Linked DNA regions of Ovis aries: region 1 is linked to region 2. The links are chromatin contacts, called in public Hi-C maps. All regions are on one chromosome and are shown on one strand. The core of a region is the stretch at or near the end of the contact, and the rest is flanking DNA. Distances in the headings are between cores, read along the strand shown. Region 1 overlaps ST3GAL2 (ST3 beta-galactoside alpha-2,3-sialyltransferase 2). Region 2 overlaps IL34 (interleukin 34).

Region 1 (3,246 bases), core at 403-2,902, 190 kb before region 2:
CCGGAACCGGTAGGGATTCTCGCCTGGCACTATCTGGAACAGCTTCTCCAGCACCTCGTTGGTGTTGTGTGACTTGAACTGCGGCTGCAGCATCTGTGGAGGAGAGGGAGAAAACAGAAAGAGGGGTGCAGGGAGGGTGGAGTGAGCAGGAGGCAACTCCTGCTTGCTCCCCTCAGCCTCCAGGGTCCAAGCTGCGCAGGTCTCCTACTATCGTGGGGCGGGAATCCTCCCTGAGCAGTGAGGATCCTCCTGTCATTCAACAACACAGCGGTGTCCAGACTCTCAGGAGCAGCTCTGCAATATTGGCCGGACTCAGGGGTCAACGCGCTATTCAGCCTGTTCTTCAGCGGTCTGCAGGCCTGTGCCACAAAGTAGAGAGGCCCCTGCTCTGCGGTCCTCTCCAGGCAGCTGCTCTAGAGTCGTTCTGAATGCAGTTAATGAGGAAAGTCTCAGGGGAGCTTCAGGGACTCATTCACAGTCAGCCTGCAGGGGGCGCCCCTGGGACTCAGCCCGAAGCTCCAGGCGAGATCCAGGAGAGACCTGGAGTCCTCAGCCCTGGGGAAAAGGCTCTTAAGAGAGCATAGATATTCCTCAGAGTCAAGAGCTGGAAAGAAACTGGTCCCTCGCCCCTCTCGCCACCAGTGATTTTGAAGATTGTAAAATGAGGCCAGGGCAGCGCTTAAACGCCACGGTGCCAGACAGGTAACACACAGCAGTGAAGAGGCAGGTGGGGCCTATAGCAAACAGGAACCGCCATCAAAAAGGGGTGACTTCAGCCAATTGTTGCCTTGTGGGACTGTGAGAGGGACCAGATTTTCTAGTTTTTCAAGAAAAGCTGAAAATACAGATCTCATGTGAAATAATCTGATTTCTAAACGATGGCAATTAAGGCAAACAGTTTTAGAACACTGAGCTGGACTCAGCCCCCCGGCCACCGCCTCTAAGGGCTGTAACATGCCGTGGTCTGAGCCATAACGCTGCAGGTTTGCGGCTGTGTAGGAGCTGGTCGGGGGAAGGGAAAGCAGGAAGGGGATGGCGGGCCTGCTTCCCTGAGCACAGCAAGGGCCCCCAAGCACAAGAACAGGGACTCAGTGTGGAGAGGAAGCTTAGCTCTGAAACACGAGTTTCTAAGTTCACAGCAGAAGGGGGGTGACTGTGGGGAGCAGCAGGGAAGGGGCTTCTAGGGCTTGGACAGCTCTGAGTTTCATCCCTGTGGGCAGGGGGACCTGGTCAGCCTCTCCGTCACTGCCCAAGGACGGCTACGGTCCATCATGGCCACCTCTGAGACCAATGCCCTTGGGCAAGCCCTGCGCACTCTCTGAACCTGGATTTCCCCATAAAATGAAGGATGTGACTATGAGGAACAGGCAGGACCCTTCGAGGGCTCCATGTTGCCACGGGAAGGGCCGGTGTGGCTCTTGGTAGGTCCTGTCCTGTAGACTCCCCCTCCTCGGGGGCTCTGACAGGCTGGGCCAGGGGCAGGATCTGTGAGTGGCTCTGATAGGCCTGATTGCACGAGCTCATTCTCACAGTTGCCCTGAATGTGAGAAAGAGGGAGAGTTATCACCCTCCCCATTTGCCAGCTGGGGAGACCAGGGAGCATGCAGTGGCTCCCCAGTCCCTCAGCAGGGAGCGCTGGCAGCCTGCGGGGCCCTGGGTAAGGACTGACACGGAGCCACTGCTGACATGTGTGGCGACCAGATGGCCCTGGTGGAGCCTGTGGAGCAATGTGCCAGAGACGACGGGAGGAGGGGAGGGAGCCGAAGCAGCAAAGAGGTGACAGGGTCCAGAAGAGTGCCTTCCTCTCCTCCCTTACCTCAGCCCCCAAAGGACCCGACGCCACTTTCTTATCCTAACCCTGAAGAAAGCCTTTTCTAGCAAGCGGAGAGAACCGACTGAATGGAACAGTGTTTCTAATTATCTGGGGCAAACATTTCCAAACAAGGAAGCGGCCAGCGCGGCAACAAGCACTGGAGCTGAGCTGCCACCTGCTTTCTGAAGGGCAGGCCTTGCTGCTGCCACGGGCCTCAGGTCTCAGCATCTTCTCCCCGGGGACCTGCCTCCTGTTTATTTCACCTCCTTGACCCGGCAGGCATTTCTGGTCTCTGTCTGGCCTCTACAGGCGCGAGGAAATGTGAGTTCTCTCCCCTTGCCAGCCAAAGCTTGCTCTACCCTTTACACTCTGTGCTGGTCCAGTGAAGGGTACAAAGGGTGCCGGGAGACAGACGGCCCAAATCCCAGAGGGGGCTCTCAGGGGGTCTCCTAAACAGAGGGGACAGACCCCAGAGAGGGGCAGCAAAGGCCAGGGCTTTCTCACCATCCACCACCTCTGGACGTCGGGGGGCAGGTCCATGTTCTCCCGAGTCCAGACGGGGGAGATGTTGCTGTTGAAGTGGCTGTCGAACCACTCGGAGGCACCGGTGTCGCCCATGCAGCGGCGACAGGCGCAGGTCTTGCCGGCCGGCCCCTCCTTGCTGAGGCGCTGCAGGCCGGCGTAGCCCGGCACCAGCTTCACCCGGGGAGCCCCGTCCAGGGCGCCCGAGTCCAGGTAGGGCAGGGTGGCCGTGCTGTGGTGGGAGCAGGTGAAGAGCAGCGACATGACGAACGCCAGCAGGAAGGCCATGGAGAGGAACCACACCCGCAGCGAGCACTTCATGGTGTGCGCCCCGGGAGCTGGGCTCTCAGGCCGGCGGCAGGCGGGCCTCACCACGGCCACTGCTTCCCCAGCCCGCCAGCAGGCCAGCTACAGCGCAGCCCGCGTGCTCTGGCACCACGTGCAAAGGACATGCGGGCGGGCGCCGAGCAGGGACCGCGGCAGGGGCCCGCACATGCGCCCTCGGTGCCAGAAACGTCTGGCGGCGGCAGTGGCTCCTGTCCCGGCCGCCGGCCCCACTCACGGCTTCATCAGCTCCGTCTGCCACTAGCTGGGCCACAGAGGCTCTGCTGCTTCCGGAGCCCCGGCAAAGAGGTCAGTCCATCCCAGCCCTCTAGTCCCTTGGGGTTGCTGGCTGCCAGCTCTGGGGGTCCCCCTCTTTGGCGGCTTGAAACGATCCAGTCTGCAGCATTCGGGGTCCTTGTGGTTCATGAGCAGATGCTGAGGCGGCCCCTCGTCCCCCGCAGCAGGGAAGCCCTTGAACCCCAGTCACAGCAGAGAGCACGTGGGCTTCCAGCAGCCGGAACGTCATGAAGTCTTCCCCTCTCTGGGCCCAATGCCTCTGCCGGGGGAGAGAAAGGAACTGAGCCCAA
Region 2 (3,519 bases), core at 5-2,504:
TAAAGAGTCGGACACGACTGAGTTACTGAACTGAACTGAACTGAACTGAAGGTTGTTGTGAGGATTTAATGATTATAAAGGCCTTAGCTGTGGGCCTACCAGATAGTGAACACTCAGAAAAAGTCACAGCATTTTTTATAATAGAGTTGCCAAATTTAGCAAATGAAGATACAGGAGTCCCAGTTAATTTGGAATTTCAGATAGGCAGTGAATATTCTTGTAGCATAAGTATGTCCCATGCAATATTTGGGATATACTTATACTAAAAAAGTGTTCACATGTGATGTGCTGTGCGTTAGTCTTTCAGCCGTGTCTGACTCTTTGCCACCTGATGGACTGTAGCCCACCAGGCCCCTCTGTCCATGGGGCTTCTCCAGGCAAGAATACTAGAGTGGGTTGCCATGCCCTCCTCCTGGGGATCTTTCCAACCCAGTAATCAAACCAGGGTCTGCTGCATTGCAGGTGGATTCTTTACCAGTTGAGCTAACAGGGAAGCCCCATTCATGACATAATTATACTAAAAAAAAGTTTGTATCATTTATGTGAAATTCAAATTTAACTGGGTACTCCATACTTGGGAAGGCAGATTTGGAATGTGAGAATGGAACTAAGCCTGAAAGTGAGTAGAGTGGTGAATGATCTGCTTTAAAAAAAAAAATCTCCCTGCAGTCCAAGTCATTCATCTGGTTTATCTATGATCTCCCCTCAGGAAGCTCCCCAGGTTGAACCCACACAGCCCATTCATTCCTTGGTCCTGCTTTGGTTTTGGCCCCAGGGTGTCCGCCTGTATCCTTCGAACTCACCCCTGGACTGAGGCTGCCCTGTGGATGCCCTGTGGTCCTGCGTCCGAGCGGTGTGCCCCTGGCCTTCCTGTGGGCCCAGCTGGCCGTGGCTGCCGCCTGCACGGTCGGCTCTGCGTGCCTGTGGCCGGGGGCTGAGTGGCAGCACCACGCTTACATAATCGGTTTCTCTCCTCCTTTCTCTTTCCAGAGCCAGGTTTCACACTGAGCAGCTGCAGACGGAGAAATCAGAGAAAGCACAAGCCAGCCGCAGATTCCGAGGCCTGCGGGGGACTCTGTCCTGCTCCGAAGAAAGACCCCGAGGCAGCCGTCTCAGGCCAGGTCTTGCTGCCATGGGGCCCACGGCCGCCGCCCGCTGGCTGCCGCCCGCACTGTCAGGCAGATAAGGGGGAGCTCTGCCCGGGGCACCTGCCGCCCTGCCCGGCCACTCCCCCGAGGCCAGCCCTTCCTCACTCCCGGCTCCCTCTGCTGACCGGGGCCATGCAGGCCCTCCTCGGGCCTCTGTGAGCAGACACACCTCTGGGGACGCGCGTCTGTGCTCTGCAAGACCCGTGCACCACCATGCCCCAGGGACTGGCCTGGCTGCGCTGTGAGTACCCAGCGGGGCTGGGGGTCCGTGGGGGCTGCCCGGGGAGGGCCCCGCAGCCGGGCTCTGCTGTAACCGCGGCAACCAGGGCATTCTTCCTGGGGAGAAGTCGAGATGCTTCCCAGCTTAATGGCAAGCGCCCTCAGGGACTCCCACGCTGTCTGCCCTGTCTCCAGCTCAGACAGGCATGATGGCTGTGAGCCTTGGAGTGGGTGGGCACAGTCAGTGGGTCACGGGGACAGGGCAGGCCCTGGGGCTGGGAGGCAGGACCTCACCTGCCCAGGCTCACTGGTGCTGGGGAGCACAGTAGAGAGACTTCTGGCTTCCCTCGGGGTGGCCAGTCTGGGGTGGGGGCTTATGAAATTGTCTGGGCCCTGAGACATATGAGAGAAGCGCAGGCTGTTCCCTCTGCCTCTCCCTCCGTGAAGAGCTAAATCAAAAGGCAGGAAGAGAACGGTGGTGTTGGGAAAAAGAAAAATAGTTGAAATGAGGACAGAAAAGAAAAAGAATCTAGAAGCCTCTCGAGTCTGCTGGTGGGAAGCCAGACCAAGCTCCCTTCAGACTCCAGGACTCAATTTAGTCGACTCAAATTCAACATATTTTTTCTGGTGCCACCCACGTGCCCACTGGAGAGGCACTGCCATGGTGACAAGGACCTGGGCTATCTTGTGCGTCTCTAATACCCGGCGTGGAGTTAGGTGCTGGGAACCGTGTGCTGTTTACATGAGATCTGGGGTCTGATCCTCCGAGGGATGCGCTGAGGAGCTGGGTCCTCCCCGGCCCTTGCGGAGGGCACTGCAAAGGGTCAGGATGTTCAGAACGGGTGGGAGGGCCCAGACTTGGTGTTCTGGAATTTTCCAAGTCGTGAGGGGCAGGGGGAGCAGGAGAAACAGCAGAGTGAGGTGCCACTTGAAATGGTCTCAGAGGTGGGTGGGTCTGCATGCATAGATCTGGGGAGGTGAGGACGGCACTCCTTCCAGGGAGGGGGAACAGCGTGAGCAAACCTCAGCAGGCGGAGTGCGAGGCCAGGCTGGACGTCGGTCTGGGCTCGGGTGGCTGAGGCTGTGGAAGCCAGGGTTAGGGGCGGCTGACTGATGAGACGGCAGGAGCCCTGGAAGATGCGTGGTCTGGGGTGGGGGCTGGGATCGGGAGTCCCTCTGCTCTGGGGAGAGTCTCTATTCCAGCCTTCCGGCAGGAGGTGATGAAGGTCCCTTCTGAAGAGGGAGGTGAAAATGGAGAGTCCTGGCGGAGGGGCATGGTGCATGGGGCGGCGTGCAGCGGCCCGGCTGTGGCGGGGGCTGCGGATCAGGAGCTCGGGAGGGGCTGGGTGCTGGACAAGGAGCAGCTGCCCCAGTGAATTGCCACTGCTGCTGCTGCTGCTGCTGCTGCTAAGTCGCTTCAGTCGGGTCCGACTCTGTGTGACCCCATAGACGGCAGCCCATCAGGCTCCCCATCCCTGGGATTCTCCAGGCCAAGAACACTGGAGTGCGTTGCCATTTCCTTCTCCAATGTATGAAAATGAAAAGTGAAAGTGAAGTCGCTCAGTCGTGCCCGACTCTTAGCGACCCCTTGTACTGCAGCCCACCAGGCTCCTCTGTCCATGGGATTTTCCAGGCAAGAGCACTGGATTGGGGTGCCATTGCCTTCTCTGATGAATTGCCACAGACTTGGCGAAACAGCAGAAATGCACTCTGTCACAGCTGGGGAGGTCAGCGGTCTGAAATCAAGCTGTCAGAGCTCTGCTCCCTGCGAAGGCTCTGGTGGAGGGTCCTTGCTGCCTCTTCCAGCCTTTGGTGGCTCCTGGTGTTCCTTGGCTTGTGGCCGCATTGCCCCAGGCTACCCTGCTCTGTGAGGCCACGCGAAGGGTCTTGCCCTACGCGTCTCTGTGTCCTTTCCTCGTCCTGAAAGGACACAGTCATTGGAGTTAGGGCCTACCCTAAATTCAAGATGAGTTCACCTGGAGATTCTTAACAACAGTTGGAGAGACCCTGCTCTTGGAAGGCAGATAGGCAGTGAGGCTGCAGTTTCGCTGTCCCTGCCTGCTCAGCTGTTGTCAGAGTTGAGGCAGCAGGAAAGGAGCTTAACGTTGGAAATGGTAGTTGGGCTGCAGGGTTGGAAGAAGTCTAAGTCTGG

What was found. Hi-C and Micro-C count contacts between places; a contact is called where the count stands out from the background.
Region 1: a contact with region 2 is called in a Hi-C map of hypothalamus, with 2.9 times the contacts expected there. The contact joins two enhancer-like sites. A contact is called at or near these places in 2 of 16 Hi-C or Micro-C datasets (hypothalamus and liver).

Annotation. Positions count from the first base shown.
Region 1 is chr14:1,205,682-1,208,927 of ARS-UI_Ramb_v3.0, reverse strand. It overlaps ST3GAL2 (ST3 beta-galactoside alpha-2,3-sialyltransferase 2), which reads right to left. Exons shown (of 7, transcript XM_060398225.1): 2 at 2,318-3,246; 3 at 1-93. The coding sequence starts at 2,656. Among named protein-coding and RNA genes, the nearest start is that of ST3GAL2, 36 kb to the right of the region's middle. Within about 2 kb of position 1,652, at least 5 of the 54 cell types and tissues checked have an H3K27ac peak or open chromatin away from gene starts, as enhancers often do. A contact at or near this core is called in hypothalamus, where this site is marked.
Region 2 is chr14:1,018,191-1,021,709 of ARS-UI_Ramb_v3.0, reverse strand. IL34 (interleukin 34) reads left to right here. Exons shown (of 8, transcript XM_042231453.1): 3 at 991-1,389. The coding sequence starts at 1,362. Among named protein-coding and RNA genes, the nearest start is that of MTSS2, 32 kb to the right of the region's middle. Within about 2 kb of position 1,254, at least 12 of the 54 cell types and tissues checked have an H3K27ac peak or open chromatin away from gene starts, as enhancers often do. A contact at or near this core is called in hypothalamus, where this site is marked.